3 separate regions of the Mus musculus genome follow, and all the other regions are linked to region 3. The links are chromatin contacts, called in public promoter capture Hi-C maps. All regions are on one chromosome and are shown on one strand. The core of a region is the stretch at or near the end of the contact, and the rest is flanking DNA. Distances in the headings are between cores, read along the strand shown. Region 1 holds the start of Cemip2 (cell migration inducing hyaluronidase 2). Region 2 holds the start of 1110059E24Rik (RIKEN cDNA 1110059E24 gene). Region 3 has its middle 72 kb from the start of 4930554I06Rik.

The links. Promoter capture Hi-C pulls out the DNA fragments that hold promoters and counts their contacts.
Region 1: a promoter capture Hi-C map of liver shows a contact between it and region 3, with 6 times the contacts expected there. A contact is called at or near these places in 5 of 39 promoter capture datasets (the SN4741 cell line, liver, neutrophils and 1 more), 3 of 130 datasets of targeted methods (acute myeloid leukemia, astrocytes and pancreatic cancer cells) and 3 of 9 other capture datasets (adipose tissue, embryonic stem cells and liver).
Region 2: a contact with region 3 is called in a promoter capture Hi-C map of liver, with 10 times the contacts expected there. A contact is called at or near these places in 13 of 39 promoter capture datasets (the 3T3-L1 cell line, 3T3-L1-derived adipocytes, the HPC-7 cell line and 8 more), 7 of 484 Hi-C or Micro-C datasets (CD4 T cells, LSK cells, hematopoietic stem and progenitor cells and 4 more), 4 of 130 datasets of targeted methods (acute myeloid leukemia, astrocytes, pancreatic cancer cells and 1 more) and 2 of 9 other capture datasets (liver and macrophages).

Annotation. Positions count from the first base shown.
Region 1 is chr19:21,776,635-21,779,865 of GRCm38.p6, forward strand. Cemip2 (cell migration inducing hyaluronidase 2) reads left to right here and starts at 1,706. Exons shown (of 24, transcript NM_001033759.2): 1 at 1,706-2,152.
Region 2 is chr19:21,650,986-21,654,187 of GRCm38.p6, forward strand. It overlaps 1110059E24Rik (RIKEN cDNA 1110059E24 gene), which reads right to left and starts at 1,806. Exons shown (of 4, transcript NM_025423.2): 1 at 1,622-1,806. The coding sequence starts at 1,723. Abhd17b (abhydrolase domain containing 17B) reads left to right here and starts at 2,324. Exons shown (of 4, transcript NM_146096.3): 1 at 2,324-2,608.
Region 3 is chr19:21,030,775-21,033,802 of GRCm38.p6, forward strand. It overlaps a transcript of Tmc1 not described here. Among named protein-coding and RNA genes, the nearest start is that of 4930554I06Rik, 72 kb to the right of the region's middle.

The sequences.
Region 1 (3,231 bases), core at 456-2,955, 750 kb after region 3:
CTAAACATGTCCCATTGAGGCCACCTTAAGAGTCCTTCCTCCTTTGCAGTTTGTCATAGAGAATCATCTGCTCTATTATGTTAAGTCCTCCCCTTTTCTCTTCTAAAGAGGGACTGGGGCTGGAGATGGCAGATGGGTAAGGATTTTGTGACGGCTCAGATGTCTCTGGAGCTTCTCCTTCTGCATCTTTCCAAGGTTTTAGTTAACTGTGGGTTCGGTCCAGAAGCATTGCCAAAATTTACATTTGCAGACTCCTCTGACTCAGTCCATAGAGCTTTGTTGAGGCATTTCCAAGTTTTTTAGGATCTCAGGGGATTCTTATTAGCCCCAGTCTGGAAACATTGGTTCAGTTCTACCAAGTCCTAAACCAAACCTTGGAAATAGGGTATTCCTTTTTCTGTCTGCTGGTGTATCATAGCTACACGGTTGAATTTTTACTGGAAGGGGGAGAAAACAAACAAATAAACAAACAGACAGACAAACAACAGTGAGCCTGAAAAATGAACAATCCTGCCTGTACAGTATTCAATGAAACAGTTCCCCAGAGGCGACACGTCCAACTCCGAATTAAATAGAGGATGATGACTGTCCGGATTTGGCAATCTGGCAGCTGTCATTAGCTCCTGACCTCGTGGTCTGACGGACCAAGCCAGGTCGCGCCCTTTGCTGCAGGAAAGGCTTTTCCTCTGCCAGAGCAACTTCCTCCAGGGGACCGGGTGGTGGCAGGGCTACTCATGCCACCCGGCCAGTATATTCTGCAGTAGGGTGGGCTGAGGATTGGTTTTCAGTGTTGCATCTCCGCCTCCTGCAAGCTTCAGCCACTCTAGAGTAGCGTGGCCAGAAGGCGTGACCAGGCCTAGGTATATTTATTCTGGCCTTAGTGTGAGATGCTGGGGCTGCTCCAAGCTCCTAACCAGAACTGGACAACGGTCTGAAGTCAAGAACACACTGACTCTGCTGAGAGGGCTACGAATCCAGCTTCCTTGTTGGCCAGGTGGGGGCAGTCGAGGCGCCAGGACCCGAGGCTCAGAAAGTTTTGAGTGAGGTGGGGGGCTTGCGGGATATTATTGGGGGAATATACTGCTATGCCGAGTCAGCTTCATTCCGGAGCGATAAAAGATGTCGAACTCAGCTATTGGATGATAAAGGAAGAGAAAAGAGTTCAACCCTGTGTGTGTGTGTCTCAGGGGTGGTGGTGGTGGTGGTGGTGGTGGTGGTGTGTGTGTGTGTGTGGGTGGTGGTGGTGGTGGTGGTGGTGGTGGTGGTGGTGTGTGTGTGTGTGTGTGGGGTGGTGGTGGTGGTGGTAATAGGGGTTCAGCAGCCTGGCTAGACCCGAGAAGATGCAGGTTCAGTTTCGAGTGATGAGGGGTGCAGGCTCAGGTCGACTTTGTCAAGAGGTGACAAAAAAAGCAGTATCAGACTCAGCTGGGATGATGAGGTACACAGACTCAGGTTCAGGCCCGCTGCTTTTCCTGAACTCCCAGGTAGTCATCTGTAGCCGAAGGTCAAGGAGCCGCTGGGAAACCCTGGCCGCCGACGGTGTTGGCGGGCGTCCTTCCTGCTGAAGGCAGCTGGAGGCGCTGAGCCTTCGTCTGCAGCTTGTGGTGGGCGGAGCCTCCGCAGGTCTCGTCCCTCTGACAACAGGCCCCGCCCACCCCGCCTTTGACCCGCCTCCCTAGCTCGGGGCCGCCTGCCCAATCCGCAGCACTCTCGGCCCAGCCGAGCCGGCGCTTGTGTGGCCGGAGGCTGATTAGAGGGACCCTAGCGAGCCGCGGCGCCCGCCGAACCGGGGACCTGCGCGGCTCGGGAACGCGCCCTGCCTGCCGCTATTGTCTCGGAGCCGCACAGGCTCGCGCCGCCCGGACGGCGATTCCCCTCCTCTTCCTCCGGGAGGGAAGGATCCAAGAGCGCCAAGCCGGGCTGGCTGGAGGAGGTGGCCGCGAAGGCGGAGGGAGGAGCGTTACTCCCCGGCCCCGACTGCTTCTCCTCCGGCGTAGGTTGCCGCTGAATTCAGAGCGGCAGCGGGACGCGGGTTCCTGGCCATGGAGAGGAGATCTGCACGCGGGGACTCCAGGAGCTCTGCTCCCGCTCCTGCTCCTCTGGCCATCGCGTAGACACCTGAGTAGACCGACGCCAGGAGGGGGAGGGGAAGGTAAGGCTCCTCTAGTCCCGGGTGCCCAGCCCCGCCTCCTTGGCGGTCCCAAGGGCCCGGAGGGCGCAGACCCGACTTGCGCACCTTGGCGTCCTGGAGGCCTGGCTGTCCCTGTGCTGGCGTTTTTTTGCCGAGAAGCACAACATCCTGTGGGTTCCAGCGTCCGCCTTTGCCGGCGCCTTCCCGCCGGAGTTCTCCCATACATAGCGCCCCGAGACTCAACCTTCTTCCATGAAAAGGGGTCCTTAGGAATAGAGGTTTGATCCCCTTTTCATCCACTTTGTGTTCCCGGGGAGGTTAACAATGGGTCTTTTAAAGTCGGTGTGAACAGCCCTAAAGTTTCTGGAAAGGCTGCGTGGGGGACGCGGACCGCAGTGAAAGATTGATGGAATGTGCATTGTGGAGCCTTGGCGTCTACAAGAGCACGCTTGTGTAAAGTTTGGGGGGGAGTGTGGATCTTTGTCTCCTACTGTTCCCCTGAGTTGGTGTGACCCTGCTCCGTGTGGTAAGGCGCAGTTTCAGAATCTGGGCATCTTTAAAGCTGGGGACCAGTTTTTAGCACAGGACCTCACTCACCACAGTTCCTTGGCAGAGTTGGGAGGTCCTGGCAAAGAATGGGGTTCTCACTGCGAGTACCCTGAGGTGCTTCACGTAATACTACTTACTGCCCTCTAGCAATAAAACCAAGGTCTCTGCTGGGGGGCTGGTGTTTGTCACCAGACCCCCTGTGGAGCAGAAACACTCCCCTTAAATTCTCCGCCGAAGGTTAGGAGAACAGACTTTTGACACATCTCCTTTCTTCTGCAGTTGGGGTTAAAGGTAGAGTGCCTGTCTTTTAGGAACTTCCATCTGCTCCTGAACCACACAGTGTGTTGGACTGACTCCCTTGTGCTGGTGACTAGTCTGATGCTACACAGTTGCACATGTTGAAGGGCTGCAGAAGTCTTAAGGGCTCTTACCAGTAAAAAGAAAATTTAGAGGAAGAGGAGGCAGGAGAAGAGTTTCATCAAAGCTTAAGGGAAGCCTGAATTCCCATTGCAACCAGGCTTATCTGTTGGAAATGGCCACTAAACCCAAAT
Region 2 (3,202 bases), core at 556-3,055, 620 kb after region 3:
TTACATAAGCATCCTAACAAAACATCTATTGTAGCTAGGCATGGTCAGAAGACTGAGGCAGGAGAATTACTCCAAGTATAGCCTAGTCTACATAGTGAGACCCTGTCTCAAAAGATTAAAACCAGGTAGAGGTGAAGTGGGGAGAGGGGAACGTTCTCTAACTCTCCATTTTTATCTGTCCAGTCTTAAATTTAAAAACTGTCTTTAGAATAGAGAGCTGAGACAACCTGGGGCCCCAGTTTCCTTCCTCTGGGGAAAGGTCTAATTAGTGTATCTCACAATTATATTTAAGTATGGTCTAGTCTTACTTTCAAGGCTCTCCACAGATTTTAAGATGGCTACAGAGCAGTGGGAGGAAATTATACTTTACTATTCCCACTGCTGTTCGGGCCAAATTGTGGATTAATCCATTTTCTTTACCAACTTCTCTCCATAATATTTTTCTAAAATACAGGAAAAGCAGGTTTATGGACGAGTGTCTGCTAATGTGGTCTGAGGGCCCTGCTTAAACTATTTTTTTTTATTCTTCACTGAACTGCCTTTCCCTTTAGCAACTTCTATTGAAATTTGTAATTACAGATCCATCTGCTGACTGACTGTCCATATTACTCAGACAATTACAAGCTCCGTAAAGGCAGAATCAATAGTTTTGAACACTGTCTACCAGGGGTCTAGAACCCTGCACGTGAAAGGTATTTATTAAATATCTGAGAAACAATGAAAGAGAAAGACAGAGTACAAGTTACTATGGATTGCCTTTTTAATGTTTTAAACGTAATCACCTGCTGACCACCTGTTATGTCCCAGACTAGTTACTCTTCTGTTAGCTTCCGAATAATCCTATCAGATTTCTTATCTGAGGCTAAAGGTCACAGAAATTACTAAATTACTTCAAGGAACAAACTTAGGAAATTTGAGCTCTTGTTTCTGTAAATATTAACTTTATCTGATGTAAGCTGGCCTCCAGGACGACTAAAGGCCTTTATCCGCTCCCCATTCAGTTATGGGGAAGGGGATCGCTATTCACAGAATCACTAGTCATACATATCTCAAGTAACAAACAGTCTGAGTTTTCTTCCACTTTACACAGGTCCTGCTAAGTTAATTGTATAGACAGCAAGCAACCATTTTTACACAAGCCAAAACGTTTGCTCCAACACAAAACTGAAATAACATCTTGTTGATAAGGACAGTGACGCTAAGATCGTACTCCCTACAAACTTATGGGTTTGGGAGTTCTCGGAAAAACAGTCGCTGCAAAGAGACACTCGGACGAGTGCCTTCATTTCATTTTCTTATTGCGGGGGCGTGATCCAGGTGGGAGCATCCAAGGCGTCAATCGCCCCATCGGTACCTTAGGTTGGATGAATTTAAGCTGCCCTATCCAGTCTCGGCGCCACTACTGAGATGTGCTGACCATCAGATAGATTCACGGAACAGAGCCAAGCCAAAGAAAGGGCGTGGGAAGAATATTTGAGACACGATTGCACTGCAGCCAAGACTAACTGGGCTGCAGTCCACGCTCGCCAACTCCTCTCCTTTCCTCTCTCTGTCCCCTTTCCTCTCTCTGTCACTTTTTTTTCCCCTGGGATGGCAGTCAGAACAACAGGCAAGGGCCTACCTTGGTCTGAACACTCTTATCAAACTTGTCATTTTTGAAGGTGAACGTATTCTGGTGCTTCTGAGGCCGGGACCGAGTCACGTTGCCTTTCTGGGAACTCATCACCAAAATCTCAAGCACTGTAAATCGGTGCAGCCTTTAAGTTACAGGAAAGAGTAAAGACGTTCCCGCCCCAGATTGAGACTAAGGACAGTGACCCGGAAGAAGTTCTTCTACTCTTTCCGTCCCAGCCCCAGGTCGGCCCACGTGACTCATTAGGGAGGTCACGCTCGGCTCTGCCTTGCCGCACATCCTCGACTACCGGCTTCACGGAAAGCCTTCCTCGGACCCAAGGTGCAAGTCCGGCTTTCTTCGAATCTAGAACTCCCCCATTGGCTCGAACGCGGCTGTCCATCACGGCGGAGGGACGGAGATTCCCCGTTCCTATTGGCTCTTCTTTTCCGCAATCCCCGCCTCCTGCCGAACGCTCCCAACCTGTCTCCCGGCTCCGTAGCGTAGCGACTCCGCTGCGCAGTTTGTGATTGGTGGAAGGTGGGCGAGGCCGGTGCCCTGATCGCCTGCAGCCCGGAGCCCGGGTCAGCTTCGGCGCCCTCCTCCAGTCACTGAGCAGCTCGAACCGGGCCGCTCGCCCCCCCGCCCCCCGCCGCCCTCCCAGCTCCCGCCCGCCGCGGCCGCGCGCTCCGCCGCCTGGCGGCCTTCGGAGGTGCCAAGGAAGGCGGGCTGCGGAGAAGGCAGCACCGGCCCTGCGCTGCGGACGGCGACCACGGCCGCGCGGGACCTCGGGCCGGAGAGCCCCGGCGGCGGCCGCCCCTCGCGGCGGAGCCGTTAGTCAGCAGAACGCGAACGCGCGTGGAGGGGCCCCACGAAGCGCGCCCGGGCACCGCAGCTCTCTTTCGCGTCCTCGCCGGGCCGGGCCGCGGGCGCAGAGTCGGCGGGCGGCGCCCCGCGGAGGACAGCGCGTTGGCGGCCGCGGCCGCCCAGCTGCAGGTGCGTGGGGCTGGGCTGCTGGGCCGTCGGGGGGTCGCCGCTCTGAGCTGGGGACCAGGCCGGGTGGCTTCGGAGCGGAGCTACCGAGCGGAGAGCCGTGCGTCCCGGGCCTCCTCGCCCGCAGGGAGGACCGCAAGATGGGGTCGGGCCGCCGCTCCCCTCCCTGGATCTGGGCCACTTCGGGCCCTCGCTCTCGGCTCGGTGTCCGGGTCCCGCCAGCCTCGATTTTAGATGGAGTCCGCCCGGAGCTTGAGCTGGGTATCCCGCTCCGCTTGTCGCGGGAGCTGCTTTCCATGGCTTGAACTTGTATCATCTCTGATTGAGAACTCAAGGAGGGAGAGGTTGGATTTGAATTGAAAGTTGGAGAGTTCTGTTTGAAATTGTATTTAATATTAAACCAGGAAAGTTGTGTCAAATTATAGTGTGTGGAGGACGTTCGGAGAGTTTAACCTCCCTCCGCTTCTGTTGAAAGAAAGAAAGAAAGAAAGAAAGAAAGAAAGAAAGAAAGAAAGAAAGAAAGAAAGAAAGAAAGAGAGAGAGAGAAAGAAGAAAACGTTCAGAGCCTTAATCTTGGTGATTTTTCTGTCAAAAGCA
Region 3 (3,028 bases), core at 82-2,581:
TGGCCTGTGAAATCTTCAGATAGCTATCCTCAAATATCATGATAATTGTTGGCTTATCCACGGTGCTCCAGTCTTTATTAGACTTCCCTCACAGCCCAGCTACTGTTTAATAAGCCCTCTGATTGGCAGTTTAGAATGCTTTCCCTTCTCAGTGGGGCTCTGTTTTGTAGCCCTGACATTTCACTCTTGCTAAATGATTTAGCGAGAAGCGTTTATCCTGGGGAACCTGGAACCACCAGCTGGCTCTCTAAGCCAGTCCCTGCCTGAAGCACTCAGTGCAGGATAGTTAAAGAACCTTGAATCAATAGTGCATTGTTAGCCAGTCCAGTTGGTTTGGTTACTCATGACAATCACTTTTAACAATATGGCCTCTCAGGCCAAAAGTCACATTTCCAGTTTTGAAGTGAATTGAGCAACTGATGGGTACAATGAAATGGCCTTACCATCTCATGCAAGAACCCAGCTCTTTGAGGTCCGCCTTGAGAAATCTATGGGCAATTCACCCATGCTGATTCTGAAATGTGTGCGGTCCATCTTTCCCAACAGAAATCTCTTCTCGGAAAGATTTTTATGAGGATCAACTCTGAAAACATAAATACAGCTTTTGGCACATACTATGCACATTACAAATGACTGGTAAACAGATTTATTGTTATAATTAGATTTCTGAAGCTGTATTAGTTTTACACATTGCTATAACAAGTATCATACAATGATTTAAATAAACAACAGGGATATGTTTATCTCATGGAGCTAGATGTAGGATGTTCCAAACATTGGCAGAACTCTCTCTGATATCTCTACAGAAAATCCCTTCCTTGTCTTTTCTCATCTCTGGTGATGGCTGGCAAGCATTGGTGCTCTGTGACATCAAATATCCTTCCCTGAGTGTCTTTACATTGTATATATTTGTCTCTGTCTCTATACCCGAGTTTCTATTTTTGTAAGGACACTAGAAAAAATGACTTCATTTTAGCTTTATTACTTCCCTATGACTATACTCCCAAATAAGGTCATATTCTTATATAGTGAGAACTTCCATGTGTCTTTTGAGGGTGACACAACCCAACCGCACAGCGGGCAGCAAGTCACTGGCTTAAAGTTCAGAATAGACTTTAAGGTTTTGTTTTCCCAGCACTGACATCTTTGCTCACATCCCTTTTCTTTACAAGGAACAGAGTTGCAGAATATTTTGGTCTCATGTCTCAATCCCCTTTGGTTATTAGATCACTTCAGGTAATCTATACCCTCAAGCTCTTATGGTTCCCCACAGTCCACTGCTTGATGTTCTGCTAAACCCAGCTCTGGAGGGAATAAACATGTGCTGATTCCCAGTGTGTAGTAAGTGCCGTATTGAGTAATCACACAAAGCTGACTCAGGCTACTGCAGGAGCAGGAACTGTTACTGGTATTGCCCCTAAAGACAAGCTCCTCCTCCCCTTCTCCTCTTCAACCCTCCAGGATGCATCTGTGCCCAGCCTTCAATGACAGAGTGACACTGAAGAACTAGAGAAACCACAGCTGTAGAGAGCGATGCTGAAATGACCCTTGTGGTGGCTTACCTCTGCTCACCTTCCTCCCTCTGCCTAGCATCTGATGTGACACTGAATTTCACCTTGGCCTTCTTTTATACTTTCTACCACCCTTTCCTTAGAAAAATCAACCTCCAGGCATTTTGCAGCTGTTGCAGCCACTGCGCACTCCTCGGGTGAGAAACCTACAAGAAGAATTCTGTCCCCTTCTCTTTTTAACTTATCTATGTAGAAAAGGCACCTTTGCTAATAATGACTTGGGGAATGAAGCACCTTCCACTTATGACTTAGAACGTAAACATTTGTCTCTCCCAATAGTCAACAGCTACAAGACAAGAGATTGTTCTTAGTAGGGAAGCAAGTGGTTATGAGGGGTCAGGCAGTTTGGAACCCACAAGTGTACTGGACAGAGCCGCTGTGAAGTCCATGCTCACATGAGACATAGAAAAAATGTACAGGAAAGAACAGCTTCCTCTAGATAAAGTCCCCCAAACCTCATCTTCCTTTAGATGGGCTTTACTAAGGCTTACTGGTAGAAATGGTGGAGTTGGACCAGCATTGTGAACACTAGGGTTGTTATTTAGCTTATTAGAGTGTTATTTGGTTATTAGAATAATAAAGCTATTACTCTAGCACTGACAAAAAAAAATCCCCACAAAAATAAGACATTAAATTCATTTGGTCTTTCTGGCAAGAAGTCAGAGATCAGGACTGTCATGTCCTAAAAAGAGGTCTTTCACTTTTAAAGGGATAGGATTTTATTAACCAGGCTCTTTCCACTGGGTAAAAGGTACTATTGGGCAACTGCTGGAGACAAAGGATAAAATGAAACATAACATTGTCATATGGAAAAGAATCTGCATTTTACATTGTATTATAGCACTGTTCCTTTAGTAGCAGAGAAATTTTGTTTCTTTAATAAGAATGGCCACTGTTTACTTTGCCTTCAAAGGCCAAAGACATAATGTATGACTGGGAGAGAATAACTCCACAGGCCTCTTTCCTTCACAGAGTGTGGTAGCCAGGATGACACAACAGTGAACAGTGCACATCAGCTGGCCTTTGGGGGATGGGACAAGACCCCAGAACAAGGACTGAGGACAGGGTTTGTGGCTGTTTCTCTAAAGTCCCTGAACTTATGGACCGAGCCAGGAGAAAATACTAAAGCAATGCTCAGCACAATATTTTCATCGTGTCCTCCCCGCTCCACCCGGAGCCCTGCTCCTTTTGGCCTTTCCATTGAAGATCCTTACTCTGTTAAGACATAAAATCACACCTGTGTTCTCAAATGTACAATGACAACAATTGATATATAAATGTCCAGTGAGACACTTTTTGGGTACAGTTCCAAAGGGGGATTAGTTTTGTGTTTGCTTCATTGTCCGGTAGAAAGGAGGGAGACTATCTGGTAGGTGGAAGGTGAGGAGAGCTCATTCCGCAACCCCCTGTACCCCCCATCCATAGCCTCTTCACACCCCTACTAAAACAGGAGCTAA